Linked DNA regions of Mus musculus: all the other regions are linked to region 1. A link is a contact called in public promoter capture Hi-C data. All regions are on one chromosome and are shown on one strand. Each heading gives the region's core, a stretch centred on a gene start, on an enhancer-like site or on the middle of the called end of the contact. The rest is flanking DNA. Distances are from core to core; before and after follow the strand shown. Region 1 holds the start of Smpd1 (sphingomyelin phosphodiesterase 1, acid lysosomal). Region 2 holds the start of Eif3f (eukaryotic translation initiation factor 3, subunit F). Region 3 holds the start of Nup98 (nucleoporin 98). Region 4 holds the start of Rrm1 (ribonucleotide reductase M1).

Region 1 (7,582 bases), core at 3,082-5,581:
TGATGACATGAGGGGCCAGAAGCAAAGCCAGCCTTGGGCTCTCCATCCCCAGTGTTTGAGGTAGAGCAAGAGGAACTGGTCCAAGCCAGGCCCCATCCTCAAAGGCCCAGCAGGGGCAGGAGAGGACTGGTCTCATGGATCCCCTCTCCCCTGTTCTGCGGGCACCTCCGCTGTACTGATATCACTAATAAAGTCTGTCTGCGCTGCTGTGTGTCTTCCTGTGCTCATGCAACTCTTCAGTCAGGGTCATGCTACCAACCTCCCTTTGCCCTGCCTGTTTGGGAAGAAGAAATAGGAACGGTGGAGTCTGAAGTGTGTCTCTTTATTTTAACAGCCTTGCAGGATCAGGTAACAGTACAGGGTTCAGAGGTCCATTAGCCCAGGCTCGGGCAATAGCTCCTGTCTGACTATCCAGAGCACTGAGCCCTCGACAAAGCCCAGGTCAGACATCAGCCCCAGGGGTAATCCAGATCCTGGGCATAAGTAGGACAGCCAAAACCTCCTCCAGTGTAACCAAACAAGCTCTCATGAGGCGGCTTGTTTCCCTGGCCTGGCTGGCTCCTTCCCCCGAAGCTTTTGCCTCAGGTAGATAAGCAGCACTCGGGAATGTATCCCTTTTCTGATACATGAACTTTCCCCAGTCTGGAACATGGAATACTAGCACAACAGGGGGCGTGACCACAACCTATTAGCATCTGGGAGGCTCCCATTGGGCATCAAGTGGCGACACAAAGCAGGGCTGTCTGCTCGGGCTGAGAGCTGGGCACACAGAGTGGCCAGGCGGCAGGGTGTGCCGCAGGGCTCTGAAGGTGGGTGGCCCTTATGGTAGAGAAACCAGAAGGTCTGGAAGAGTTGCTCATCATCCCTCATGCGGTAGACCAGGTTGTGCCAGGAGGCAGGCATCGCATCTGGAAGTCCATAGGTTTCTCGAGCCCTGTAGAGGCGCTTCCAGCTTGGTGTGCCTCCTGCTGCGTTGGCCTGGGTCAGATTCAAGATGTAGGTCTCGTGGTCCAGGACCACATGAGAGCTTCCGGGGTAGTTTCCATCTATTTGGTAAACTCGGTAGCCTGCGAGAAGGGAGGGTTGAGTGGTAAGGAAGGGAACAAAGGAACTTTAGGGAGGACCTGCTTTGGCTTCCATCCCTTTCTGTCACACCAGCCTCAGGATGAGGAATGCTCCCTTCTGCCTTACTCACCAGGGTTAAGGTTGATAAAGGTTGTAGCACTGGGCGCCAGGAAGGCTACAGCTAGTGGTCGGCTCAGAGTTTCCTCATCATAGAAGATCTCAAACTCATCCACGTGAGTGTGGCCAAAGAACTGACCGGCCAGAGTGTTTTCATACCTGCCCAGAGACACAGTGATAGAAGGCTGTAAGGAAGTGGAAATGAGGGTGGGTAGACCTGAGGAGTTAGGGTGGTCGTTCTGCAATGGGCAAAGTAGCTCCTCCAGATTGTGAGACTCTGTGCTTGAGGGAATTGCTCTCTCCTTCCTCCCTCCCTCCCTCCCTTTCTTTTTTTTTTTCTCCAGAGAAAGGATTTCTCTGTGTTAACAGCCCTGGCTGTCCTAGAACTCACTTTGTAGACCAGGCTGGCCTTGAACTCAAGAGTGCTTCGATTAAAGGCATGTGCTACCACTGCCTGACTGTTGAGAGTATTTTAACCCTTCAGTCTCCACACCCAAGCCCTCTATCCCTTTACCTGGCTATGATTTTGTAATAATTCCAGCTCCAGCTCTTAAGACAATGTCCTGGAGGGATGTGGCCAATTATATGCACCTGAAGGGAGAATTAAGGGCAGTCAGAGCATTGAGGAATCCAGGCAGCCTTGGGTAGAGTGACAGAAGATTGAGTATACGAAGGACACAGGAAGGTGAACATGGACCCAGGGAAGACAGTAGTTCTAGGAAGTGAAGCGACACTCCCCTCTTCACAGATCTCAGCCCCACACACAGCAGCCTGCTTCTCCTCAGCCCCAACAGCACCTTCTCCACCCGGTTCATAACGCATCCCCTTACTTTGTCTCCTCGATTCTCAGCAGCCTGAAGCTCCTCCACCAGCCACTGGAGTTGTCCAGCAGGATCTGTGGAGTTGATCAAGAGCCAAAAGTTCTCACGGGAACAAAAATTCATATTGAGAGAGATGAGGCGGAGGCCAGGGCGTGGGGTGAGGGCATAGAAGCCCCCAATTCTGAAACAAAAGTAACCGAGATGTCAATAGTCCTGCACATCAGGCAGAGGTACACATGATGTCATCTCCCACCCCCAGGAGCTCCCACCCTAGCTGAAGACCAACAGCAGTAATTATAGGGCTCCTCTGACAGTAAAGAAGCCTCAGAGGGTTGAGAGCTTCATGAATTCAGGACAAAGAGTGAGGTGAGTCAGAAAGCAAAGGCCTTTCTGTCGGGAGATGTTATAGGCCTGGCCACGTTGAGAAAAAAATGGGAGATATTAAAGAGGGAGGGAGAATTCATTTTACAAAGAGAGCTACTGTAGGCAAAGACACAAGCTAGGGAGTGGGGATGTACTGCTAGCTCTGAAAAGAGGGTGGCTGGAGATAATTAAAGGGAAGGCAGGGTCAGGTTAGGGAGGGCAGTAGAGAGTGCTGAGGACACCTGCTGGAGTAGTCTACCCAGTTCCCTCCTCCTTTCTCCCTCATCCATCTTTCTTCTTCCTTCCTGGGTTTCCACCGACAGTAAGTACCTTAGGGTGTGAAGGGCATCAGCTGGTAACCAGGGTTCCCATGCCTTGGCCATGGCTTCATAGAGCCATTGTGAAGATTGGTTTCCCTTTATGAAGGGAGGAGGGAAGCCATTGACAGGAGTGCTCTCATGGTTGCCCACAGCAGGGTACACTGGCACTGGGCCCAAGAACTTCCTCACGAGGTCTGTGATGGTGGTCAGGGCCCTCAGCTGATCTTGGCGAGACTGTTGCCAGACATCATGGGCAGGGATATCTCCCGTCCAGTACACCATTTCAAAAGGGCCGGCAGGGCCCAGTCCTTTCAACAGGCTTTCTAGCGTTCGCAAGGGCAGGTCACACTTGCTGTACTCGCCCCAGAACCCAGCCCCCTTCTGGGAGTTGGGTGGCCATCCGGACCCCCGGCGGCAGCAAAGTGGATCTGCACAGTAAGGGTCTGTGCCCTCCAGGTACTCATGGTCCCAGTGTAGATCAGTAAGGAAGAGGACACGGCTGACAGGGGCACCGGGGGCTGGTGGGCTCGGTGGCTTTGGGGGTGGCTTCGGCACTGATGGCAAAGAGATGTTCCAAGTCGAAAAGATGTCCCAGTGTCCACAAGAGGAGCCCAGAAGCAAGCCACAAGCCTCTGATGGGCTCAGAACTGAACGTGTCCACACCTCCACCACATCGTCCTCAAAGAGATGGACGGCTGACTGGCACACATCTAGTGGTGCTATGTTCAGCATCTTGCATATCTTGATGGCCACAGAGCCTACCCGTGCCACATTGGGCTCCTTCTGTGGTGGAAGGAACCAATGAAGTTAGGTCAGAGACAGAACAAGTGAACCCTGGCCACCACTCCACAGGCTTCCATGTCTAAATCGGAGCTAGGATAACTCTGTCACCATGATAAAGAGACATCAGTATCTCCCACACACTGCCCAGCAGTTCAGCACCAGGCCTCTAGCTACCTACTCTAGCTCAGGGTGTGCTACCATTTCAAGCCCACAATTAGCCAGCTGACTTTACTCTCCCTAACTTTATAAAGGTCACAGTGGGGTAGTGGTAACATGGATGCATAGGAAGCACCCTCTACCAGAAATATATTGCCCCCTCCCCCGGGCATACCAGTGCACTTCATCCTGCCCCCAGCATTCCACAACAGCCCTTCACGCACTCACCTTCAGCCCATGGTTGAGAGCAGTGAATAAGACTTTGCAGGCGGGGCAAGTGAGGTTCTGCCACCCAAAGGCACTCTGGAGCGGCGGCGCTATGGCACTGAATTTGACAGAATGGCCTTCAGAAGGAAGAGGATAAGCTCTGGCAGGAACCCAAAGAACCGTGGAGTCAAACAGAGCCAGAACCAGCGCCAAGCCCAGCCCCATCCAAAGGAGTCCCACTCTGGGTGCCGGTAAGGACCTCTCCAGTCTCTGCTCCCAGCCGGCTCTGAGGTGGTCCTGGCCGGATGATGCTCTGTGGTGGGGCATTGCCAGGCTCGTAGACAGGACTGGCTTGCCCCTCCAGGCCCCACAGGCCGAAGCCCTGGCTGGCCCTCGGGGCCCGGGTAACGCTGGAGACACCTGATTACCCTTCGTTGTGGTTGACTGATAGCTCAGCAGCCAGCCACAAAACAGCTCCTCCCCTTCCTGTTCCTCTTATGGCCCAGCAACTGTGGGGGAGCGGCTGTCAAAACCTTGGGGGCGGAGCAAAAGGGGGCTCGCCAACCCGCCCTGATCCGCCTTCTTCAGCCACAGCCCAATCACCCCGGGCGGTCTTAGGACCCGCGGGGTTGGGGTGGGTAGGTGACCTCGGTAGAGACAAGCTTCACCACCCTGAGCCATTGCTGCGCGAGGCTGCGGGCGGCGGCCCCGATAATTTCTGCCCAGAACTGATGGAAGCCCTTTAGGGAACTCCCAGGTGCCCCTCTCTTCCACCCCCCCTCCCCGCTTTTTTTTTTTTTTTTTTTTTTTAAACATTCAGATTCCTAGAATAGATGCCCGGCTCAGCTGGTCATTAAACTGAGAAGATTAACTAGAGAGGGCTGGGGCAGCGATGCTTGCATTGAGCGGATTGACCTGCCATGGACGGTCCTCCCCTCGATTTCCTATGCTCTGCCACCATTACAGCAGCCTTGAATCACTTAAGGTTTTGTTAATGTGTCTTTCTTTTAATTTAAAATTTTGCATTATTATTTATTTATGTGTATGGGTATTTTGTATGTGTGTGCACCACGTGCGTGGTGCCTGCTGGAGGCCGGAAGAGGATCCACCTGGACTGGAGTTATAGATGTATTGAGGTCGCCACGCCCGTGCTGCGTGCTGGGAATTCTACCCAGGTCCCAACACTATTAGGTGTGGGACCTGCCCTGGAGCCTGGTCAACCTACCAGGGGTCGTCATATCCTTAAAAAGAAAACTGCCTCTTCTAGGAGCTCTCCGATGCCAATACGCCTTAGCTAGGAGTGAGCCTTTGGAATTTTGTCTCGCTTGAACATCCTGTGCGTGCTGTCACAATCATGGCGATTTCACTGCATGCAACTTCCCTGTCGTGCCAGAAAAGTTTCCTTTAGTCACCCGCTGCCTCTGGCTCTTCCAGTCTTTCAGTCCCACTTTCAATCACTTAGCCTTGTAAGGAGAGGTGTGATATAGACCCCATTTAGGGAGGATCACTTCGAAGTCTCTTGTTCTCTGATGATCATTTGTAGGTGTCTGTGTTTAACTCTCTCCTGCTTCAAGAAGCTTCACTGGTGAGGACTGCTAAGTGCTCTGATCTACGGGTACACTAAAGTCATTTAAATACTGTGCCTATTAGCAGAATAATAGTAGTAGGTTCTCTGCCCCGCTATGGGGGTTATGACCTATCTAGCCACAGGCCCTTACACTGATAATGGTGCCAGGTATGGGTTACATCTCATCTCTCAAAGGTCTTCTTAAGTGTTTTTAATCCTATTTTATCTGTTGTTGTTTGTTTGTTTTGTTTTTGAGACAGGATCTCACTATGTCTTGCCCCAGGATCCACAGTTCGGGAGCCAGCCAATCTTCTAACAAAGCTTTAATTCAGAATTCTCAGGATAGAAGGGACTTTTGGCTTTGTTTATTTATTTATTTTTATTTTTTCAAGACAGGGTTTCTCTGTATAGCCCTGGCTGTCCTGGAACTAACTTTGTAGACCAGGCTGGCCTCGAACTCAGAAATCCACCAGCCTCTGCCTCCTAAGTGCTGGGATTAAAGGCGTGCCACCACTGCCCGGCTCATTTCCTCCTTTTTAATAGAGAAAGAGTTGGGTATACTCCTGTAACCCCAGCACCTGGGAGGTAGAAATAAGAGAATCAGACATTCAAGGCCACCCTTAGCTACAAAGTGAATTTGAGAAGTTTGAGTCTACCCTGGACTGCTATGAAGCCATACCTCAAAAAATTAAAAAGAGGAATTATATCCACAGTGGCAAAAAGCTTAATTTATCAAATTCTGTAAATGTGCTAAATACTAATTCAGGTGCTTTGTAATGACTAGTTTTCAATTCTCACACAATCCCACAAATAGCAATAATACTGCTATTCTTGAGCTGGTTGAGTGGCACATGCCTATAATCATAACATGTGAGAAGTAGTGCTGCATTTGCATATAAGCTATACACATCTAGATACTTTAAATCCTGTTTATTCCTAATAATAGCAGTAGTTGTTACATTGTATTGTTAACAAGGAAAAAGTCTGTACATGTTTCTTATAGGCACTCCCCACCCTGCATATTTCTGATCTGTGACTATTTGAATCTTCAAATTAAAAAAAACTAGATTTATTCATTTTATATATTTATGTATTTTATCTTCCTATATGAATGTGCACCATATATGTGTACTATGAGAATGCCTGTCACCTGGAGAGGTCAGAAGAAAATGACAGATCTCCTGAAACTGGAGTTGCCAATGGTTGTTAGGCATTGTGTGGGTGCCTGGAATCAAACTAGGGTCCTCTGCAAAAACAACAAATGCTCTAAATGGCTAGGCCATCTCTCTAGCCCCAAATCTTCAGATTTAAATCTTATACCAACACACTTAGTAACTTTATATTCACCTATAAAGAATATAAAGCATATCTTAGGCTGAAGGTGTTTCCGTGATGCTGAAAGAGCTTTGCAGAGCTTCTGTTGGCTGGATGAAAGCGACACTTTCAAGAAGTGAGGACCACTCTAAAGTACATTTCCTGGGGCTCTAAGGTGGAGGTGGTGTGTCTACACAGGGGAGACTGACAGTAAATGGAACCACAAATACCTGCTCCGAGAAGGTTGGTGGTCCTGAGGAGGTCATCAAACCCACTGCCACCAATGTGAGATAACACGTTTTATCACACCTTTGTTTTCTTTCTTACTTTTCATCTTTTTTTTTTTTTTGTTGTTGTTTTTTGGTTTTTCGAGACAGGGTTTCTCTGTGTAGCCCTGGCTATCCTGGAACTCACTCTGTAGACCAGGCTGGCCTTGAACTCAGAAATCTGCCTGCCTCTGCCTCCCAAGTGCTGGAATTAAAGGCGTGTGCCACCACGCCCGGCTTATTTATCTTTTTTATTCTGTCTGTTTCCTCCCCCACCCCCATGCCCTGAACAGAGTCTCACTATGTAGCTCTGGCTGTCCTGGAACTCACTTTGTAGAACACCCTGGCCTCTAATTGGCAGAGATCCACCTGCTTCTGCCTCCCAGATGGTGGGTTTAAAGGCATGTGCCACCACCAGAAGGTCTTGTGTCTGTTTTGGAGGCCACCTAAGCAGTGGTATTTCTTTAGGTCAGCCTTGGCCTGCACAGAGGAACCCTTATGATCTCCTGGGACATTCTGGTTCTTCCTTCAACTTACATTTCTCATTGCTTTAATAAACCACATGTCCCCGGAGACTCTGTGGAATAGTAACTTGGTGGAGAC
Region 2 (7,582 bases), core at 2,056-4,555, 3.4 Mb before region 1:
TACATAATCCTGAGAACTCAAAGCCCATGGCCCCTGACTACCCAATCCCCCAGGGTCAGGGCCCTTTCTAACTAAAGAGGAACAAGAACTCCTGAGCCTCCTGTCTCCAACAGCCCCATGCTAGGATCACAGGTACGCATCACCACACCTGGCTCCTGTGGTGCTGGAGAGTGAATTCAGGGCTTTATGCACGATAGGCAAGTGGTCTATAACTAAGCTGTTTCTCCAGGTCCTGCTTTTGGAGATGGCCTCAAAGTCAGCAAACACGAAGCCAACACATTAGCCCCAAGTCCAGCATCAACAGAACTAGTATTTTCCAGAACTCAAACTCAGAGACCCCCCCCCCCTTTCCATCACCAGACACGATTAAGCCTTCCTTTGCAAGGTCTCCTTTGCCTGCTATTTCCCCCTACCAGCCCTTCCCCACAATACTCTGTACTTTCTAGAGTAGTAGTTTTTAATCTTTTAATGCTGTGACCATCATGTTGTGGTAACCCTTAACCATAAAATTATTTTCATTGATAATTCATAACTACAATTTTGCTACTGTTATAAATGTAATTGAAATACTTGTGTTTTCTGATGATCTTCTGTGAAAGGGTCATTCCACCCCCAGAGGTTTTCTTACCAGACTTCCTCTCACACCCCTAACTCTCACATTAGTTACTGGATCTCACTGAGCCATAGGTCCCAACTATTCTCACTTGATGTCCTGGTACCTTCCTTTAAGTTCCTCACCCCCTACCCCTTGTAACATGTCTCTGCTAGTGTTGTCTTTTGTTGGCTAGCGTTATGGTTTCATTTTCTGAACTATGTGGTGGTTTGAATATGCTTGGCCCAGAGAGTGGTGCTAACAGGAGGTATGGCCTTGTTGGACTAGGTGTGCCACTGTGGGAGTGGGCTTTGAGACCCTCCTTCTAGCCGGGTGGGACGAAGCCCAGTCTTCTTCTGGGTTCCCTTGAATAAGACATGGAACTCTCAGCTCCTTCTCCAGTGCCATGCCCGCCTGGATGCTGCCATGCTTCCCACCTTGATGATAATGGACTGAACCTCAGAACCAGTAAGCAGCCACAGTGAAATGCTGCCTTGGTCATGGTGTCTGTTCACAGCAATGGAACCCTAAGACAAGGTTCTTAACCCACAGGTATACCTTCTGTCATCTGAACACTCACCAACTTTGACCACTGTGACTGCTTCCCCCATTTCAGAGCCTTTTCTCCTAGGGCCTCCAAGATACCAGTCTCTTCTAGCTTTTCCCCTTCTCTTCCTAATCTGTTAGCTCCTCTGACACCTCAGGGTTTCAGCATTGTTAGTGTTCCCAGTTTTTGTTCTATGCTTCTTTTCTAGGTCAAGTACTGGCCCAGAAACACTTCAGTTCATGTTTATGTGCCCAATCTCTTTTGCATTATTTATGGCTCTTTTCCTGCTACAAGGGCAGAGTTGAGTAGCTGTGACAGACTGCACACAAAGCTGAAAATATTCCCTGACTTTTTTTAAAAACACAGCTACCAATCCCTGTGGTAGGTGAGTACATCTACCTCTTTATTTCAGTTACTTATCTTCTGGGGGCTAGGGCATACTTGCCCACACCTCTTTACATTTGCATCTTCACACGTACTGTTAAAATTTGCCTTTCTTTTATACTGATTAATTATGGATGTGCAACTGCTTGCCCATGGAAGTCAGAGGACCGTCTGCAGGTTTTCTCCTTCCATCATGTGGGCTCTGGGAAGTGAAGCACGGGCAGGCAGTGAAGCGCCCTGGCAGCCCTGCTTACTCAATTTTCTACTTGACCAACCCACTGGTACACTCAGGGGCACCTCACAAGGAATACCAAGCCCAAGCCACACTCTGTCCTTTCTTCTTGTATGCACAACGGCAGCTCTAGAACTCACCCAAACCCCTCTCATGCTGCAGTTCTGTCACGCCTTGACCTGCGAGCTCTATTTCCTTGCGTCCACTCTCTGCCTCTCTCTGCCTCCCCTTTGCAGGTGCTCTGCTTCAGCCCTCAATCTGCTGTCCAGGCCCAACTCAGGTCTACTACTTTCCACAAAGCAGGCATGTTCTCTAGTTTCCCCTGCCTCGGCTCTGGAATGAGTGCTGGTCATGGGCCTCTGCAGAGACCAGCCTGGAGGAGTCTTCTCAGCTCCCTGTGAGTCCTGCCCCACAGGCAGGTGACCAAACCACTGAGGGCTTCACTTCCTGCCACCCTCCCGTAAGCCTGGGATGCCAACCTCTTCAGATAGTTGGCTTCTCTTCATCTTGAAGGTTAGCGACGGACACATAATACAACAACAGTCTGTGTCCAAATGAAAAATCAGAGGAGTGAGGTGGGGGTTGGGGGTGGGGGTAGAACTTGGAGCTGAGCATATCTAGGGTTTATGAACCAGTATGTAGGAAAACCTTGGGACACGTGCCTGTCTGAAAAGTTTAGGAAAGCTAGATATTATATATCCAGAATATGTTACAAATATACCTGGTTTATTTGAGTTGGAGGAAGCTTCTGACACATCCTCTTCCCTAACATGGGTGGTGGGCACTTTCTGTTTGTGCTGGGGTGGTGGTAGGTCACTGCATAAGAGAGGGCATGTGGGTACTCTGTTTAACGGGTCAAGGGCTTTGAACTTGCTGTCATTTGAGCTTTCATTTTTGGCAGCATGCCCTCTCAGTACCACGTTGTTGGGAGTATAAAATAACATGTAGATCAAGTATCACAAACTACGCAATAGCTTATACCTACTCCTTGCACATTTCTGTGGCTTAACGGCAATTCGGCTGAATTCAGATCACTCGGGAAGGCAAGCCACAGTAGGAAGGTGCAAAAAGAGAAACAGGCTAAGAGTTCAGGGGCGATGGAACGAGAGGAATAGTAAGATGCACAGGAAGAAAACATTAATTTCCCCAGAACTCACCCAACAGGGTTCCAATAACTCGGGCAGCTCCCTCGTTGCGGCGTTCGTAGCTGTCCACGATCGAGGCCAAAATGACGGGGTGTAGCCTGACCACGCGGCCGCCCGGGAAAGGCCCCGGGAGGGCGGGCCCGGGCTGCGAAGGCGCCGGCGTCTGCGCTGGGGCTGGCGCGGAGGCTGGGGTCTGGCCCGGGGCTGCAGGCGCAGCTACAGCAGGATCAGACGAGACGGGCGCCGGGGACGCAGCGGGAGTCGCAGCCGGTGTCGGAGCTGGCGTGGATGGGGTCGGGGCTGAAGCCGGGGCTGCGGTGACGACCGGCGCCGGGGCTGCGGCTGCAGTGGCAGGAGGGACATTAGCCGGTACGGCCGGAGAAGCCATCTTGCCGAGAAAGAGAGAGAGCCTAGAACAGAAGAGCGTGAGTTGGAGGAATTAGAAATTTGATTGGCTAAATTTATACCACGTGAATCATATCTTGATGACTATTGGACATGAAATTTCCGGCTAGTTGTAAGTTTTAGTGCGCGGTGTGCGCTTTAATTTCTGTCCGATGCGCACTCAGTGTGTAGGAGTCCAGAGTAGTTCCTAGTAACTTTAGGACTTCCTGGGGTGGGAATGGGGAGGAAGCAACTAGCAATCTACACAGTTGCCACCAGGTGGCGGCACAGAGTAGTGTAAAGGTCGCAATTGTTTAAGACTTAAATGGATATTAAATATCAGTCTTACAGGGGATTCACTGTTACATCCATTTAACTTATTAATCAATGAATTAAAATTTGGACTCAGGATCTACTTTGCATTCCACGCCTAGCCATATAGGTTAGGTTGGCCTGGAACTTACCTCAACTTTCCTGCCTCTGCTTCCCGAATGCTAGGACTATAGGCAGGAATCATCATGCCTGACCAATAGTGCTTTATTTGTGATGGCTTCATAAGGCATCATTAGGGAGGCATATTCATTCAACAATTTAAATGCTTAATATGCACCAGACTCTCTCTTATATGCTAGGGTATATAAGTGAACTAAATAGCAAAGGGTTGCATTCTCTTTGGGGGAGAGAAAAGGACTAAATCCTACATTAGGTTAGAAAGTGCTTCGATACACAGTAAATTATTATTACTATTTGACTGTGCTATGAGAAAGAAATGATCAGTGGAGGTTATGAGAGCATGAAAGATTATGAAGGGTTAGAGTAGGATACAATGAGGGTATCAAGTTGGAGTGGAAACTTGAAGAATTCAGGCAGCCAACTATTATTTGGGGTTTTGTAGGGAGAGCTCTTCTGGTGGAGTGAACAGTTCATGTAGAGGGCTTAAGGTGAATGAGAGCAAGACTAGTACATTTAAAGAAAGAATTTGGTGGTTAAATGGCATTATCAAAAGAAAGGATAGATCTCTAAGCAGGGCCAGGAGCTAATTATGAAGACTCCTATGCTGGTACTGGAGAGATGGCTCAGCGGTTAGGAACACAACTAGAGTTGTGAGTAGCTGTAAGCCACCAACCAACCCCTTCCCCTTGCTAGAACCTCAACGCAGATTCTCTGCAATAACCTCTTCCAAAGGTCCTAAGTTCAATTCCCAGCAACTACACAGTGGCTTACAATCATTTGTAATAGGATCTGATGCCTCCTTCTGGTGTGTCTGAAGATAGGGACAGTGTGTGTGTGTGTGTAATAGATAAATAAATATTTTCATTTTTTATTTTTATTTTTTGGTTTTTTGAGACAGGGTTTCTCTGTATAGCCCTGGCTGTCCTGGAACTCACTTTGTAGACCAGGCTGGCCTCGAACTCAGAAATCCGCCTGCCTCTGCCTCCCGAGTGCTGGGATTAAAGGCGTGCGCCACCATGCCCGGCAGATAAATCTTTTTAAAAAGACTCCTATGCTATAAAAAAATTTGGGCAGTAGAAAGATAGTTCAGTGAGAGAGAAACACACACACACACACACACACACACACACACACACACACACACAGAGACACAGAGAGAGAGAGAGACAGAGAGACACACAGAGATTCTCTGTTGTTGCAGAAAATCTGCATTGAGGTTCCAGCAAGGGGAAGGGTTGGTTGGTGGCTCACAGCTACACACAACTCTAGTTCCAGAGAAACCTATGTCCTCTTCTGGCCTCCACAGGCATTGCACTCACATGTACATACATACCCAGTCACAGACACATGCATACACAATTAAGAAAATAAAATCTTCAAAATACGTTTGTTTTTATAAAGGAAATGAGTGTTTTATGATCTTCAGGCAGCAAGCTGGAGGTATTGGTTTGATATTGAAAGCCAGCAGGCTCAAACCTCATGAACCAATGTTTTAGTTTTATTCAGAAGGCCAGAGGTAACTCATGATGCTTCGCAGAGTTAGTAGTGTAGGAAGCTCTTTTTACTTTCTCTTTTCAAAACAAGGTTTCTCTGTGTGGCCCTGACTGTCCTGGAACTTAGAGATCCACTTGGCTCTGCCTCCCTGAATGCTGGGATTAAAGGTGTGTGCCACCACTGTCCAGCATCCTTTTTCTTTTATTAAAGTTTTCATGTGTGTGTACTATATGCATAGGTGTGTGTGTGTGTGTGTGTGTGTGTGTGTGCCAGACATGAAGGACATTGGGTGTCCTGCTCTATCACCCTCTTCCCTATTCCCTTAAGACTGTGTCTCTCACTGAGCCTGGCGCTAGGCTGGTAGTCAGCAAACCCCAGCATCCTCTGTCTCACCATCTACAATGCTGGGGTTGCAGGCTCACGAGCTACCACTCCTGGATTTATGTGGGTGCTGGGATTATAACTCAGGTCCTCATGCTTGCATAGCAAGTGCTCTTCCCTGCTGAACTATCTCCTTAGCTCCTTTAAAAAGCTTTCTTGTTGGCATAGATTCTTTGTACTCAGGTGGATATTCCCACCGATTCTCTCTCTCTCTTTAAAGATTATTTATTTATTTATTTATTTATTGAATGTACATGAGTACACTGTTTTCAGATGCACCAGAAGAAGGCATGAGATCCCATTACAGATGGTTGTGAGCCACCATGTGACTGCTGGGAATTGAACTCAGGACCTCTGGAAGAGTAGCCAGTGCTCTTAATCACTGAGCCACCTCACCAACCCCAACCTATTCCTCTCTTTAATCCTCCTCCATTAGTCTTTTTCTTCCCCTAGTCTTCTTTCCACTTTCATGTTATATATGTATGTGCTACGTGTGGGTTATGTTATATATAAAAATAAAATTCTAGGATCCTCAAATGAGGGAAACATGGTCTATAAACAGTAAGAAGAGACCTCCTTTAAAAAATGTATGTATGTATGTATGTATGTATGTATGTATGTATGTGTTTATTTATTCACTTTACATCTTGCTCACTGCCCCCTCCAAGTCACCTCTTCCTGCAATCATTCCTCCATTTTCTCCCTCTTCTTCTCTGGATATGCCCCCATCCTGGCACTTCAAGTCTCTGCAAGGCTAGGCACTTCCTCTCCCACTGAGGCCAGACAAGGCAGCTCAGCTAGAACATATCCCATATACAGATAACAGCTGTTGGGATAGCTCCCACTCCAATTGTTTGGAACCCACATGAAGACCAAGCTGCACATCGGCTACATATGTGTGGGAAGCCTAGTTCCAGCCCGAGTATGTTCTTTGGTTGGTGGTTCAGACTCTGAGAGCTCCAAGGGTCTAAGATAGTTGATTCTGTTGGTCTTCCTGTAGAGTTCCTATCCCCTTAGGATCCTGCAATCATTCTTATTCTTCCATTAGAATCCTCAATCTCCGTCCACTGTTTGTCTTTATCTGTCTAAGTCAGCTGCTGGGTGGAGCATCTCAGAGGACAGCCATTCTGCAAGCATAACAGAGTATCATTAATAGTGTCAGGGATTGGTGTTTGCCTATGGGAAGAGGAGACCCTTCTTAGTCATGAGAGGGCCAGGCTTTTTCTTTTGTTCAGGCCTCATCTGATGGGATGAGGGACACCCACATTAGGAAGCACAGTTTGCTTTTGTCAGCTACTGACTCAAATGTCTCATTCCAAGGACAGCCTCACAGAAACTCTCAGTGATGTGTGGACAAAATAAACCCCATCACATATCATTTTCTAGTTGTCCTGGGAAGTGTGTTTGAAAAGTCATACCTGAAAAAAAAATAAAGCCAAACCAGACCAGACCAGACCAGACCAGACCAGACCAGACCAGACCAGACCAGACCAAACCAAACTAAACCAAACCAAGCCAGGATCATCTCCGTTGTTAACCTAGCCCATCTTAAGGACTGAAAGGAAGCTCCTCTCTGTCTCTCTGTCTCTGTCTCTCTGTTTCTGTCTCTTTGTCTCCCTCTCCTTCTCTCTCCCCCCTCTCTCCAGCTCTCTCTCTAGCTCCCTCTCCAGCTCTTTGCTCTTCCCTTCCCTTTCTGTTTTGCTTTCCTGCTCAGTTTATTTGTTTTATGTCTCCCTATATCTCTTAACTCACTTTGTCTATCTGTTTCTATCCCTGGTCCCTGTTTTCCCCATTTTTATCTTCTTTTGGATACCCAGTTTCTCTAGTTGTCACCGTCTTTTCCGTCTCTAGCCAGGGCAGGGTTAACATCATCTCATTTCTTGCCTCCGCCCCTCCAATTAAACTCAGTTCCTGTTTCTATAAATACTTAGGTGTTACTAAGAATCTCTGGCACACTGACTTAGACCTTG
Region 3 (7,582 bases), core at 3,787-6,286, 3.3 Mb after region 1:
TCAAAAACTAACAATAAACTTGCTGGGAATAGTGGTGCATGCCTTTGATCTCAGCCCCTCTCCTCTTAAAAAGAAAGTCAGCCAGGCATGGAAGAGCTCTCTTTTAATCCCAGGACGTGGGGGCAGAGGCAGGTGGATCTGTGACCTGAAGATGCCTTAGTCTATAGAGTGATTTCCAGGACAGATAGGGTTGTTTTGAAAAAAAAATAATAATAAATACACCCTGGGGCTACCCATCTAATTCCAGTAACCAGACAAACAATAATAGAATCTTCATTGTTCTAAAGAACTTTCTTTGGCTTTCCTGTTGCTTCTAGAATTAAATCTAGGATTACAATCCCAGACATGGTGAGTGATTTTCTGATGCTACTTTCCCTGTGCTTCCCCGTTTATCTGGTCTGGAATATTCTTACTTTGCAAGATCTTAATGAATTCCATTCTTCCTATAAAGGTATTTAATAGCATGACTCTTTGCTAAATTAAGAATTCATGTGGGAGGCTGGAGAGATGGCTCAGTGGTTAAGAGCACCTACTGCTCTTTGGAAGGTCCTGAGTTCAAATCCCAGTAACCATATGGTGGGTCACAACCATCCATAATGAGATCTGATACCCTCTTCTAGAGTGTCTGAAGACAGCTACAGTGTAATTACATGTAATAAATAAATAAATAAATCTTTAAAAAAAAAGAATTCAGGGGCTGGAGAGATGGCTCAGAGGTTAAGAGCACTGACTTCTCTTCCAAAGGTCCTGAGTTCAAATCCCAGCAACCACATGGTGGCTCACAACCATCTGTAACAAGATCTGACTCCCTCTTCTGGAGTGTCTGAAGACAGCTACAGTGAACTTACATATAATAAATAAATAAAATTTTTAAAAAAATAATTCATGTGGTAATATCTATGGCAATCACTAAAACAGTAATAGTATGAAAGAGACTAGGAAGCGAGATCAGCATAGTGAATTCTAGGCTAGCAATGGCTACTGAGTGGGAGTTTACATAGTGAGATATACATGTGTGTGTGCCTGTTTTATATATATTCACCCATGTGTATGCCCACAGAGATCACAAGAGCATGTCAGATTTCTGGAACTAGAGGTAACAGACAATTGTGACGCTGGATCCCCTGCAAGAGCAACAAGCACCTTGCTGTTGTTGGGTTTCTGGTTTTTGTTTGTTTTTTGATTTTTGAGACAGGTTATCATTGTGTAGCCTTCACTGTCCTGTAGCTTTGTAGACCAGGGTAGCCTCAAGCTCACAGAGATCCACTTGCCTTTGTTTCCCAAGTACTGGGACTAAAGAGTGTGGCCACTATTGCTCAACTGCAATAAAAGTACTCTTAACCCCTGAACCATCTTTTCAGCCCCCAAAATTAAAAAAAGAAAATGGAACTAGCAAAATGGCTCAGCAGCTCAAAACACTTGCTATACAACCCTGATGCCTTGATTTCAGATCCTGAGAACCCACATGAAGGTAGAAGGAGAGAATAGACTCCTGTAAATTGGCCTCTGTATGCAATGGCATATATGCCTACATACACACCCACACACACACCAACTACTACTAGTAATAATAATAAGTGATACAATCGGGACTGGAGAAATTGCTCAGGAATTAAGAGTATATATTGTTCTTACAGACTTAAGCTTCCAACATTTATGTAGGGTGATTCACAAGCACCTGTAATGCTTACACAGATACATAAATTTTTTCTGTAGTTTTTTGAGACAGGGTTTCTCTGTGTAACTCTAGCTGTGTAGACTAGGCTGGTCTCCAACTCACAGATCTACATGCCTTTGTCTCCAGTGATGGGATTAAAGGCACAGGCCACCATACCCACAAATAAATATTTTTTAAAAAACAAAAGTGATTAAAAATCAACACATAAAATTATAGATCTTGAGAGTACAAAAAACTTGTAAGTAAAGCATGTGACATAGTGGTAGAAGGAGTCAAGTATAGTTACCATGTATCTCATATTCTAATAATTCAACTCCTAGGTATAAACACCAAGAGAAACCTGTCTACTAAGATCTTGAATACAAATGTTCATAGCAGTATTATCCATAATGGCTAAAAATGAAAACTCAAGTTTCTATTAACTGATTTGTATACAGAAGATGGTATACATAGAGAATGGGATATTCTTCTTTTTTTTGGAGGGGGGGGGTTCGAGGCAGGGTTTCTCTGTATAGCCCTGGCTGTCCTGGAACTCACTTTGTAGACCAGGCTGGCCTTGAACTCAGAAATCTGCCTGCCTCTGCCTCCCGAGTGCTGGGATTAAAGGTGTGTGCCACCACGCCCAGCAATAACGGGATATTATTAAGTCATAAAAATAAATGACATATTGACACAAGCTACCTATGCCAATGAACTTTAAAAATACTATCCTAAGTGAAAGCACCAGACACAAAAGCCATAGATTATATGATTCCATTTACATTAAATAACTACAGTAAGTCAATGTAAGAGATTAATGGGGCTGGTGAGATGGCTCAGCAGGTAAGAGTACTGACTGCTCTTCCAAAGGTCCTGAGTTCAAATCCCAGCAACCACATGGTGGCTCATAACCACCTGTAATGAGATCTGATACCCTCTTCTGGTGTGTCTGAAGACAGCTACAGTGTACTTATTTATAATAATAAATAAATCATTGGGTCAGAGGGAGCAGGGCTGACTGGACCAAGCAGAGGTCCTAAATTCAATTCCCAACAGCCACATGAAGGTTCACAACCAGCTTTACAGCTAACAGTGTACTCACGTACATAAAATAATAAATAAATCTTAAATAAAATAAGTAACTTCAAAGTCATCATGGTCCTCCTCACTGAAGCATTTCTCTTTCAATGTATCCTCTCCAGTCTTCCTATAAGTACACACCATTTAAGAATCCCAACTTCTGAACATCTACTAATACTTTGAATTAAATATACTCACCTGTTGAGTCATTTAAGACACATTTCAAAACCCATGCCTTAAAACATTTAAAATGGTCAGTCTATTACTTATTGAGGGCAAACTGTGTACCAGGTACCATATCAAATGTTATATTCCTTTCATTTCATTCTCCCAACAGTCTGTAAGTCAAGCAAAATTATCCTTATTTTACAGACAAAGAAACTGATGTCCAGAATTATTGGGGATTTTCCCCATATTATCATAGTTGGGCCTGGATTTAAACTGGGGGTTCTCTGATTCTGAAGTTCGACAATTCTATTATTTTGCTGCTAAAACAATAATTCACTCACCTATGCAACAAATATGTAAATTGTAAGGTACATCAACTATGTGCCAACTCTTAAGAACACTAAAATAAATGTCCAGGGCAGGTTTAAATGTAGTTGCATTTCAAGACTGAAGAACCAAAAAATCAGAGGTTTGGATGGTGGCAAGAGAGCCACTGTAAAGATTCAAAAATAAAACCCTGAGTACTGTTGTTTATTTTGTTTTTAAGACAGTTTCATGTATTTCAGGCTGGCTTTCAGCTTCATATTCTACCTCAGCTACCTAAGAATTGAAATTACAGATCTTGGCTATTATACCCCACCTAATGACTTTCTGATTTAGAGTAAAGGCAAGGAGGAGTGATGGAAAAGCAGGGTGTTTGGACAGAGTGGTTTAGGGATGGTGGTTACAGATGGATGTTCAAACTAGCTTTTCCTGTTAGGCGATTTATACATTATTCTTTCAAGTATATACTGAACATCGACAATATATTATGTTTCTTCCATTTACTGTCTTTAAAAAAAAAAAAGAGATTTATTTATTTTATGTATACCAGGAGAGGGCACCAGATCCCATTACAGTTGGTTGTGAGCCACCATGGGGTTGCTGGGAATTGAATTCAGGACCTCTGGAAGAGCAGCCAGTGCTCTTAATCGCTGAGCCCATCTATCTCTCCAGCTCCTTTAAGATGTTTTTGTTTGAGGGAATCATTTAAAATTCTTAGCAAATCTCGTTTCAGTTCTATATTGATTTCCCAGGACGTGGTGGAGAGGTAGTATGTACCTCTTTTTTTTTTTTTTTTTTTTTTTTTTAACACAGCTCCTGTTATCTGTGAGACCTCAATAATTTAGAGAGGTCTGGTTTCTAGAACATGCCCACTCTTCTGCTCTCTGCTAGATCCTAGGAGAAAAGACACCAAAAGGATGAAAATGAAGCTTTGGCCCAGATCAGGGGAGGGAGGAGGCATAGAACGGAAAATAAATAAGATACAAAGTAACAAGGTCTTTACAAGCAGACTGCCTGAACTTCACCGGGACTTGTAAAGGTTACCAAATGTGTCCTGGAGAAGGCCGCAAGAAACCCAGAACAAGTATAGATTCTGAAAGTGCAGCTGAGGCTGAAGGGCCAAGAATCTCCTCATTGGGCTCAAGCTCTGTTAAGGCAAATCCATTGCTCAGGTCTATTCTAGAGATTCAGAGGGGGAAAGTGTACGGCGAGGGCTGGCTTGCGCTGGAAAGAACAGTGGGGAGTGGAGTGTCTGCAGACAATCTGTGGATTGATGGGTTTCCAGGAAGGGTCCTCCGGCTCTCCAAGTGCAAGCTAGGTGGCCAAGGAGCCTTCCCATCATTGCCCGCAGACAGGAGCTAGAGAAGGATAGAACAATTACCAGGTCATCCTTGGGACTTCCTTCTGATTGGCCGGAGCTTCCGTAGCGAGTCTCCGCGCTCCAAGGAAGGGGGCGGGGCCTGGACACAGCGTCACTGCGGTTTGGTGCTCACTCCTCTAGCCACGCACCAGCCCTCTTCGAGGGGCCTGTGTGACGTCATGAGCCTCTCTCAGCCAACCGTTGCGGCAGAGGGAGTGGGACTCTACATCCCTCCCCATCGTCCCTCCTTTCCCCCCCCCCCCCCCCTTTCCCGGCAATTCCTTACGCTCCTCCTCTTCCCCTCCGTTCCTAATCAGAGACCGCCTCCACGTTCGGTTTCAAAAGGATCGTCACCCAATGAATAACGGTGTGGGCCTCGAGTGGCGGACCGGCCCGCCAATGCCCGGCCGCCAAGGGCGGAGCGGCCGGAGCCGATCTCTGACGGTGGACGGCGTGTGACGCAGTCAGGCCTCTGCGCGCTGCGCCCGAAGCGGCGGTCGGTGGCAGCGGCGGCGGCGACGACGGTTTTTCTGGAGGCCGCGCGGTGAGCGGCGGGTGACGGGCGGACCTGGGCTCTCACTCCAGACGCACCGCTGTAAGTCGGGAGCGCTGCCGGGGCTGGGCGGGTAGATCTTCCTCTCTGTACCGGCATCTGCGCTGGACGCCCGGGGCCCTCTCCGCCGCCGAGTCTCGTGCCGGGCGCGCTCCTTCGGGCCTGCGTGAGGGGGCGGGGCCCGGGGCCTGCGGCCTGGCTCGGGAGGCCCTGGGAGGGGATCCAACTGTGTGGGGCGTAGGCCGGAGGGGTCTCGGGTCGCAGCCCACATTGAGTGAACCTCGCTTTCTCCGGTGCTACTCATTCATTCGCTGGGTGGAGGTGAGCAGCCCGCGGTAGGCAGACCCTTGCAGGGTGGTGCCTTGGGGGGACTTCAGTGAGGTCTCCCCGTCACTTCCTTGACCACTCTACAGGACACGTTTTGTCTAGGGTTCAACCAGAGGGTTGAGTGAGTCAGAACTGTGTTTAGCTTTTTAAGACACTGACAATTGTCTGATAAATAAAATGAAGGGTTCTTTCTGTTCCGTGTAAACCTAGGTGAGAAAGATTGAATTTCTGAGTAACTGGAGCCATAAGCGTTTAAATTGTCAATCGCCCCCACTCTGCCTCAAGTACAGAGGCTTTATTAGTGGGAGGTAGGTAGAGGAAGAGAATCCAGGTGTCTTGATTCAAGTCTAGTAGAATTTGTATACTCTTCCACCCTTCCTCTATGTTCCAGTCTCCCAATATTGGCAATTCTCTATTTGGTAGGGGTAAGGACCCAGCATTTGACATAATTTTCAAAAACACTTCTAGTTTAGCTGTTTTCATGTTCGTTTATATATAGTAAGATAACTTGATTAGTAGTACCCTGATGGGGACTTTTTTTGCTTTTTTTTTTTTTTTTTTTTTTTTTTAACTTCGGAGACAACCCTTGGTTGGCCTGGAATTCGCTATGTAGACCAGGCTTGCCACAGACTCAAAGAGACCACCTGCCTCTAACGCTGAGGTAATGAGATTAAAGGTGTTTGCCATCACATCCAGACTTAACATAGACTTTTGAGAACAAAACTTTAAAAATGATGAAATTGGCTTTAACCTTGGCAGTGCACACCTTTTATCCCAGCACTTGAGAGGCAAAGGCAGGAGGCACTCTGTGACTACAAAGCTAGCCTACTCTTCATACTGAGTTTCAGGACATCTAGGGCTGCAGAGACCCTGACTCAAAAAGCCAAGTGGGGTGGGGAATAAAACCAAGATAGATGTGGTGCAGGCCTGTAATGTCACCAGTTATGGAAATTGAGGCCAGAGAACTAGAGCATACACAGGCAAAACACTTATGCACGTGATAAAAGAAATAATTGAATTCATTTCAGTAAAATGAAAAAAATGAGGCTTAACGTGTTAGAGGTACTGGGAAATACATTGATAAAATTAAATCTGCTACTTAAGATTTGATGGAATTGTCATTTTGATCTGAATATATCAATCAGCTTGTAGTTTTGATGTTTATATAAACCATAAGACCTAAAAACAAATAATGCAAAAGCACAGAAGAGAACTGAAGTCTTAAAAGTTGTAACTTGGTGTTTTCTGTATCATTTTCTCAGTTTGAGCATCACCACCTGACTCACTCTTCCTTGTAAGTTTCCATAGCACTTAACCTGATCTTCTGCTTGTAGCAGACATTTTACATTTTAGCTATTTGACATTTTACTAGATTATGTTTTGTTTTGTCTTGTTTTGTTTTGTTTTTAATCTTGCTGGCTGTGATGGGAATGCCTTTAATCCCAGTACTCCAGAAATACAGGCAGATGGATCTCTGGGAGTTTGAGGTCAGCTTGGTCCGTATAGCAAGTTTCAGGCCAGTCAGAACTGCATAATGAGACCCTTTCTCAAAACACACACACACCAAAACATAGATACATATATTTCTTAATATTTAGGTAATGTGGCTCATAGATGTTCCTTAGTTGTATTTGTGAATGAGCAAATACAGAAAAGTTAAACTGAGAAATACTCTGGAAAAGAGACTAGATGTTTGTGTACTTATGAAATACTCTGTGCTTTTGTTGGTAGCCATTAGCTCCTAGGTATCTAATTACACTGGCAGGGCACCAAATTCACATTTGGGAAAACAGTATTATTTGTGTGGTGATAGTCTAGGACATCAATATTGTAATACTGATTAATTTCTAGTAAGAGGCTTTGTAAAATTCTGAAATTCTATGCCTTTAATCCCAGCACTCAGGAGGTAGAGACAGGGCAATCTCTATGAATTTGAGGCCATCCTTGTCTACAAATCCATCATCAGGAGAGCCAGGGCTGTTACTCATGGAAACCCCATCCCTCCCCCATATACATATATATGTATACATATGTAATTATGTGTATATATATTATATAAATCTTAGTAGATGCCAGATGTTAAGCATTTTATGAGGATTTAGTGTGCTGTGCT
Region 4 (7,582 bases), core at 2,812-5,311, 3.1 Mb after region 1:
ATTATTTTCTTTCACAGGAGTAAGGATAAATGTTCAAAGAATAAAGAAAAAACATAAAGTAAACACAACAATGACAAAAAGCAACCCACATTCACTCACTGGTAAGTGGATATTAGCCCAGAAACATAGAACACCCAAGATACAATTTGCAAAACACAAGAAAATCAAGAAGGAAGACCAACGTGTGGATACTTCATTCCTCCTTAGAATAGGGAACAAAATACCCATGGAAGGAGTTACAGAGACAAAGTTTGGAGCTAAGAAGAAAGGATGGACTATCCAGAGACTACCCCACCTGGGGATCCATCCCATAATCAGCCACCAAACCCAGACACTATTGCATATGCCAGAAAGACTTTGCTGAAGGGACCCTGTTATAGCTGTCTCGTTCTTGACTCAGTGCCTGGCAAATACAGAAGTGGATGCTCACAGTCATCTATAAGATGGAACACAGGGCCCCCAATGGAGAAGCTAGAGAAAGCACCCAAGGAGCTGAAGGAGTCTGCAACCCTATAGGTGGAACAACAATATGAACTAACCAGTACCCCGGAGCTCGTGTCTCTAGCTGCATATGTAGCAGAAGATGGCCTAGCCGGCCATCATTGGGAAAAGAGGCCCCTTGGTATTGCAAACTTTATATGCCCCAGTACAGGGGAATGCCAGGGCCAAGAAGCAGGAGTGGGTGGGTAGGGGAGCAGGGTGGAGGGAGGGTATAGGGAACTTTCGGGATAGCATTTGAAATGTTTATAAAGGAAATATCTTTAAAAAAAAAAAAAAAAGCAACCCACAAGCACATAACACACGTGGTCCAGGAATCAGCACAGAAAGAGGTGCTTCCCCTGAGCTCGTGGCAGCTGCCTTGTCCTTTGAGACAGTGTCTTCCTGAGCTTAGAACTTGCCATCTTGCTGTACACCTAGGACCTGGCCCTTTCTTCAGCTGCCCAGAGCTGCCATTACACACTGCTGCACACCGGGCTTTTCCACATGGGTGTTGGGATCCAAACTCAGAGTCTCACACTCACAAAGCAAGCACTTTCCCCACTGAGCCATCTCCTCAGCCCACCATACATTCTAAAGAAAAACAAACTCTAAGTTCTATCTACATATTTACTAAATTTTTCTTAAAAACAGCTTAACAGGGAAAGTTGGCCAAAGCCTATCTCCGTCAAAAGTAGTCTGAGTGTGGGTGGGGCCTCTGGTATTATAACATAGCTAAGCCAGTTTGCTTCTGATATCATGTTCTTGACTCAGCAGATAAGTATGAAAGCAGTCAAGCCCACATAGTTTCTGATGTTATGTAGTACTTGGAACAGTATAGCATCCATGTGCTACATCTACTAGCACCCAGACGTCCTCAACAGGATCCACCCTGGAAAGCTGAAGCCCACTAATGCATCCCTGCATGTGGACATGTGCTGTTAGATGAGGCAATAGAATGTCTAAAAACCAAGGTACTCCATTTGTTTCCCATTGCACTAACGTTAATTTAAGCAGTGTCCTCTCTCTCTTTAGACCTATCTTATCTACAGAATAAAGACGAAATAGGATGAGGTCTTAAGATCCATCCCAATATCAACATTCAACTATTTTAATTACTATCTCAAAATCCAAAATGTGTAGAATTATAATAAATATATTTTAAGGTATAAAATTATTTTTTCACTCTGGTAAACTAAGCATGTATTAAGTACCTAGTTAGAAAAATGACACACTGAGGCTAGCCCAAGAATAAGAGGTATTCATGAGGGTTAGAGAGATAGCTCAGCAGTTAAAAGTGTGTACTGCTCTTCCAAAGGACCTGACTTGGTTTCCAACATGCATCACGGGAGATTCCCAGCTGCTTTGAACTAGCTCCACAAGATGGGTAGAATACCCTCTTCTGGCCCTTTCAGGTACCTGCACACATGTGGTAGACACTCACAGAGACATAAACTAAGTCCAAAGGGGGGGAAAAAAAAAACCCTCATGAAAATAGTTGCAGTGGCTGTCTGCACGACAAGACTGGGCCCATCAGCATTCAGGGTTCATGGGGCCCTACCCTTCCCTGAGGAGATCTCTGCAGACCAATAATGGTTGCTGGAGGAGTCTTAACCCTCAGTGGCACAATCACTGGTAAGCTGCCCTTGCTCAATCAAGTAAATTAATTCCAGACCAATGTTCACACAACAACTCTAAGTAAATGAAGTGGGACAGATAGGGACCCAGACACACACTCACAAACACACACATAAACACACATGCACACACTCACACAAAGCACTAAGAGACTTATGGAGAAGATGGCTGTAGGAAGGAGATAAGAGGTCACTGAAGAAAGTATGACAAAAGTGTATTTTACATATGTATGTATAAAACTGTTAGAGACTCTTAAAAGTTAAATGAGTAAGATACACAGCACTCCTAATTCCAGATGACGGTAAATAGAACTAATTTCTACACTGTGTGGCTAAATACGGATAAACAAGATGCCTGACCAGTAGTCACATCAACTGTCCCCTCTTAGTTCATGTTCTGAGTTCTCCAGGAAATGAGAACTTGAAGGACACATCAAAATTAAGGAAAGTGTCAGGCAATAAATTCACATTTAACACTGAAGTATAGTTAAGTGAAGGGCTAGAGGTAAGTGACATAAAATCACATAGCATGCAAAGAACCCCTGATACACACTGTATTTACTTACAGGATCAACAAAGTCCATGTTGAGTCCATAACAGAGTTTCTGGATTCGTGATGTAATTTTGTCAAACATAACTCGCTCTTGGCGGCCATCTAAATAATCAAATCACAGTTAGCATTAGCAGTTATTAAGCGGGCAATACCAAAGAATCAAGTATATTCAGCTTTTAAAACTGTTTAAAACAATTAAGAGATTGTCTTTGGGGTCTGCAGAGACTGCTCAGTGGTTAATCATGTCTACTCGGATTAAGTCTTTGTCTATTTGGGTTAAAAGTCTTTGTCTATCGACCTATGATAGAGGAGGCAGCCCTCTGTGAGTTTGAGGCTAGACTGATCTACACAGAGTAAGTTCCAGGCCAGTCAGAGAAACCCTGTCCCAAGAACAAACAATGTAAAAAAAAAAAAAAAAAAAAAAACCTCCCCACAAAAATGCAGAGGCAGGAGAGATGATACTACACTCCCACCTCAGAAGAGACCAGAAAAATGACAGATGTTCAAAAAATGTGGTGTCCTGCCTTTTCTTTTTTTCCTTATTTCCTCCTACACCAGATCATCGACTCCGCGGTTCTTTTGTCTGTTATTTTGTTTAAGAAATGAGGAAAGACAGGCACAGGGCTATTATGAGCTATGGGTTTCAATTCTAACCTCACCAACTACTAGCTGGGGTGGAATGGGGGTGTTGGGGTGCTTTTTCGTGTCTTTGCAACCTCTTCTAAAAAAATGGAGCCAAAAGCAGCTACCTCTGAGGATGGCGGCAAGGAATAACAGTGCTCGGGAACAATCTCAGACAGGGTTGGAGGGAGTCTGGAAGGGAGCACAAAGTCAAAGTCAAAGGGAACACACAAAGGTCAAGAGAATGGGGACAGACTGAGCAGACACAGGCCCAGCTGACAGACAGGGCGGGAAGCGCGGCGGGAAGCGCGGGAAGCGGCGAGGCGCCGCGGGTCGGGCGGGTCGGGCGGGCCGGCGATAGTGACCGCTGGGCTCTCCGCAGCCGGGTCCCCTCTCCTCCTCCCCATCCCCACGGACCCCTCACCTCGCTTGATCACATGCATCGCCGCTAGAAGCTGAAGTGCTGAGAGGTTCGAGACCAGTTAGCAGCTCCGAGGCGAAGAAGGGACAGAGACGACTGTCAGATGTGAAGGGTTGGACTCCGAGAGGCTGCTCGGACGGAGGGATGGAAGCTGCGCGATAGACAGCACTTTCCTCACCAGAGCAGACTAACCGAATTACGAACTCCTTCCCGCTCCCGCCACCCGTGACGTGCAGAGCAACGCGACGGACGGAATTCGAATGACGTTCTTGACGTTTCAACGCCGGGAGTTGAATGGGCGGAAACTGAGCAGTAGACAGACAGCACACGAGTCCCTTGGCCGCCATATTGAGTGTGGGCAAAGCCCGGGAGACTGCGCTCCTTTCCACCACATTGGGTGAAAGCGGACCTGGCGGGAACGAGTTCTCCTGCCGCCATATTGGGTGTGGGCAAGCAAATCTCCCGAGTATTTTTATTTCATAACAAAAAAGTAACCAACCAGATATCCAGAACACCTTTTTCCTTTTTCCTTCTTCCTCCTCCCTTCCCCCTTCCCTACCCCTCTGACTTTTTTTTTTTTTTTTTTGCTATTTTACATTATGGACATTATGGAAACACCAAGATTTTGTTCTGGTTTGCACTAAAGCCTACAACCCGCAAATAAGAAGCAGATAGGAAGCCCGGGGCTCGTAGGTCTACACTCCTCAGTTAAAGAGTGGGGCTAGACCAAAGGTGTTTGAATTTCAGCCTTACAGAAATAGGGGTACTGTGAAACTCTTATGAAGGCCCACAGTCCATTTGCTTTTACAGTTTTGTGGATGGTAGTAGAGATAGGATCAGCAATAAGATAGTCGTCGCCACATTAATACGTGAAAACAGCCAGACATTATGCAGAGACCAAGACATCTGCGAATACTCAGTCCTAAGGGACTTCTCCATCAAATCCCTCCCCAAATGACTCAGGGGGCCCCATAGAAAAGGAGGAAGAAAGAGTGTAAGAACCTAGGGGGATGGAGGACACCGAAGAATCAAGGCCCTCTATGCTCTTATAAACTCTTGAGACTAAGGCAGCATGCCCAGGGCCTGCCTGCCTTCCAGTTTACTAGTGTTTTTTATGGGATTTTATAGTGTTCGCCTGAGTGTGCGAACAAGTGTATCTCTGATTCTTGTTCCTTCTCATGCATTCTGTCCTTCTGTTGGTTCTGTTCAACACTGATGTGCTAGTTTTCTTTCTTTTTTTTTTTTTCTTTTTTCTTTTCTTCCCTTGGAAGCCTGTTTGTTTTCTAACGAGAGACAAAACGGGGCAGGACCCAGATGGGGAGGAACTGGAAGGAGAGAAGGGAAAACATAATCAGGATATGTTATGTGAGGCGAAAAAAAAAATCCATTTTCAATAAAATGGGGGGAAAGGCTAGGTGAAAAAAAGAAAGAATAGTTAAAGTCGTACTTTAAACCTATTCAAGACAAGTATAAAAACTAATTTCGGTCATAAAACTGATCTTCATAAAATAATGTATGTGGCATTCTTTCGCTAAAACCTATCATTTGCTTCTTACACCCTCCAGAAGGGGTCCATCTCCACCCACAACTGACACATCATAGGAAATCCTACATGAAGCTAGAGGACCAGGGCTATCCAGGGGGAAAATATGATATGGAAACACAATTGATATTCAGATGTTAGGGGAATATAATATCATTTGCTAGAAATGGAGCTGGAGATCATCATAATAAGCCAAGCTTATAGAGACAAATATTGCATCTTTTTTTATAATGTGGAACCGAGGTCTAAAAAATAAAAGCAAACCAAAAATCCAAACTTGGGCCAGCTGCCAAAACTCTAGGTCAGTGCCTAGCCCAGTCCTCATCAAGAGGGGATTCCTTCTGCAGCTGGGAGCAGATATAAAAACCCATAGCCAAACATTAGACAGAGAAAGAGAGCCCAAACTGGAGATTTTCACAGGTCTCTCCCTTCAGAGCTTAGAGAAAGAACTGTAGGAGCCACAGGGGTGGAAGACACCAGGAGAACACGGCTCACTGAGTCAACTAAGCAGGCGTCATAGGGACTCACAGAGACTGACGCAGCAATCATGGAGCCTACAAGGGTCTGTGCTAGGTCCTATGCATGTATGTTACATTTGTTAGGTTGGTGTTTTTATGAGACTCCTAGCAGTGGGAGTGAGGGAATCTGACTCTCTTCTGACCCTTTTCCCGCTACTGGGCTGCCTTGCACAACCTTGATATGGGGGTTTGTGCCTAGACTTACGAATCTTGTTATCTTGCTATACTTGATATCCCTGGGAGATGGACTTTTTTTTTTTTTTTTTTTAATGGAGGAGTGAATGGGGGAAGAGGGGAGTTAGGGGGAGAATGGAAGGAGTTTCAGAAAGACAGGAAACTGTGGTCCAGATATATTGTATGAAAAAGTAAATAATAAAACTAAAAATAAAATAAAATAAACAAAAAACAAGGGGAGACACTATTTGGAAAGAGGAAGAGTATAATAGGGTAAAAGTTTCTCCATTTTGTCTCAGCTGAAGCCATCTTTGGTTCTACCCTCTCACTGAAAAGTCCCATTGGAAAGCATCCAACCCTGTTCTAGAAATTCAGGGTCAAAATGCTCCAGCTAACTTCATATTCTTGACTCTTGTAAAACTGCTTGCTTGCCCCTGCAATTGCCAACCAGTATATAGTGGGGATTTTGTGTGTGTGTGTTCTTTGTCTTTAAAAACTCCCTGTAATATGCATTCAAGGCTGCTCTGTGAGAAGTGTTTCTCTCCAGGCAGTCCCTGCCTGCTTAATACAGACTCTGTATTTGAATTTTGGTCAGGCTGAGGACCACAATGTAGCAGTGACCCTGTACTTGAGAATGGGCTAGGACCCTGGCAAAATTCAGAAATATTCTAAATTCTAAAGAGAGGTCCTTGTGTCTCTATGCTAACAGAGAACTGCTGAGAACTGATCCAATACAGGCTATCTAAAGATAGTGATCTCCTCCAACACCCAGAGAAGGCATGCATACCTTCTTGCCTTTGCTTCATAGTTTTCTAAAACTGTAAAGGCTACAAGTATGCTAGGAAAAAGGACTGAGTTATTTATCTCTCTAGTGACAAAACTATGAATAAATCCATTTCCCTTTACCAATGTGTTTCCTCATTTCTTTTGAAATGCAGAGAAACCGAGATGATTGGTTTGTGGACCTAAGAATGAACGTGGCTGAGAGGAGAGGGTGAATAATATCAAAGAGCATGCTATTCATGCATGAAGATACCAATATAAACCTCCGTATTTTATTCAAGGACTACATGCTTTAAAAAAAAAAAAAAAAAAAAAAAAAGGCAGGGCCGTTGAGATGGTAGTAAAGCATTTACCACTAAGCCCAACAATCAGAGTCCAACCCCCGCCCCGCCCCCCCACCCCCCACCCTCCGCCCCAGGATCCACACAGGAGAGAACCCGATCCTACAAGTTGTCCCCTTTGACTTCCACATAAAGGTTATGGTACACATTTGAACCATTTAAGATGTCAAGTGGGAAGCCCAGCAGTGGTAGTCTATCCCTTTTATGTTTTTGTTGTTGTTATCATTGTTTTCTGTTGGTTTGGTTTTGTTTTCCAAGACAGGATTTCTCTGTGTAGCCCCGACTGTCCTGGAACTCACTCTGTAGACCAGGCTGGTCTCAAACACAGATATCCGTCTACCTCAGTCTCCCCAGTGTTCGGGTTACAGGTGTGTGCCACTACGGCCTGCCCCTTTTATGTTTTTCAAAACACTAATTTATTTAAGCTGTGTATTTAATGCTAAATACTGGCCCCCAAGATCTGATCCCTCAGCAATGAGGAAACCCTGTCAATAACCCCTTGTTCTAACTTGCC

Evidence for each region. Promoter capture Hi-C pulls out the DNA fragments that hold promoters and counts their contacts.
Region 2: a contact with region 1 is called in a promoter capture Hi-C map of pre-B cells. The contact joins the promoter of Eif3f here to the promoter of Smpd1 in region 1. A contact is called at or near these places in 2 of 39 promoter capture datasets (cranial neural crest and pre-B cells).
Region 3: a promoter capture Hi-C map of pre-B cells shows a contact between it and region 1, with 5 times the contacts expected there. The contact joins the promoter of Nup98 here to the promoter of Smpd1 in region 1. A contact is called at or near these places in 2 of 39 promoter capture datasets (cranial neural crest and pre-B cells).
Region 4: a contact with region 1 is called in a promoter capture Hi-C map of second pharyngeal arch cranial neural crest. The contact joins the promoter of Rrm1 here to the promoter of Smpd1 in region 1. A contact is called at or near these places in 5 of 39 promoter capture datasets (cranial neural crest, frontonasal cranial neural crest, maxillary cranial neural crest and 2 more).

What each region holds. Positions count from the first base shown.
Region 1 is chr7:105,551,109-105,558,690 of GRCm38.p6, reverse strand. Smpd1 (sphingomyelin phosphodiesterase 1, acid lysosomal) reads right to left here and starts at 4,331. Exons shown (of 6, transcript NM_011421.2): 1 at 3,854-4,331; 2 at 2,697-3,469; 3 at 2,013-2,184; 4 at 1,697-1,773; 5 at 1,196-1,341; 6 at 302-1,067. The coding sequence starts at 4,159. The coding sequence ends at 658. Gm39063 (a long non-coding RNA gene) reads left to right here and starts at 4,330. Exons shown (of 3, transcript XR_869857.2): 1 at 4,330-4,589. Apbb1 (amyloid beta (A4) precursor protein-binding, family B, member 1) reads left to right here. Exons shown (of 15, transcript NM_001253885.1): 15 at 1-226.
Region 2 is chr7:108,930,138-108,937,719 of GRCm38.p6, reverse strand. Eif3f (eukaryotic translation initiation factor 3, subunit F) reads right to left here and starts at 3,305. Exons shown (of 8, transcript NM_025344.2): 1 at 2,913-3,305. The coding sequence starts at 3,288. It overlaps Nlrp10 (NLR family, pyrin domain containing 10), which reads left to right and starts at 7,562. Exons shown (of 3, transcript NM_175532.3): 1 at 7,562-7,582.
Region 3 is chr7:102,207,620-102,215,201 of GRCm38.p6, reverse strand. It overlaps Nup98 (nucleoporin 98), which reads left to right and starts at 5,036. Exons shown (of 33, transcript NM_001287164.1): 1 at 5,036-5,184. It also overlaps a transcript of Pgap2 not described here.
Region 4 is chr7:102,438,174-102,445,755 of GRCm38.p6, reverse strand. Rrm1 (ribonucleotide reductase M1) reads right to left here and starts at 4,061. Exons shown (of 19, transcript NM_009103.3): 1 at 3,713-4,061; 2 at 2,681-2,769. The coding sequence starts at 3,731.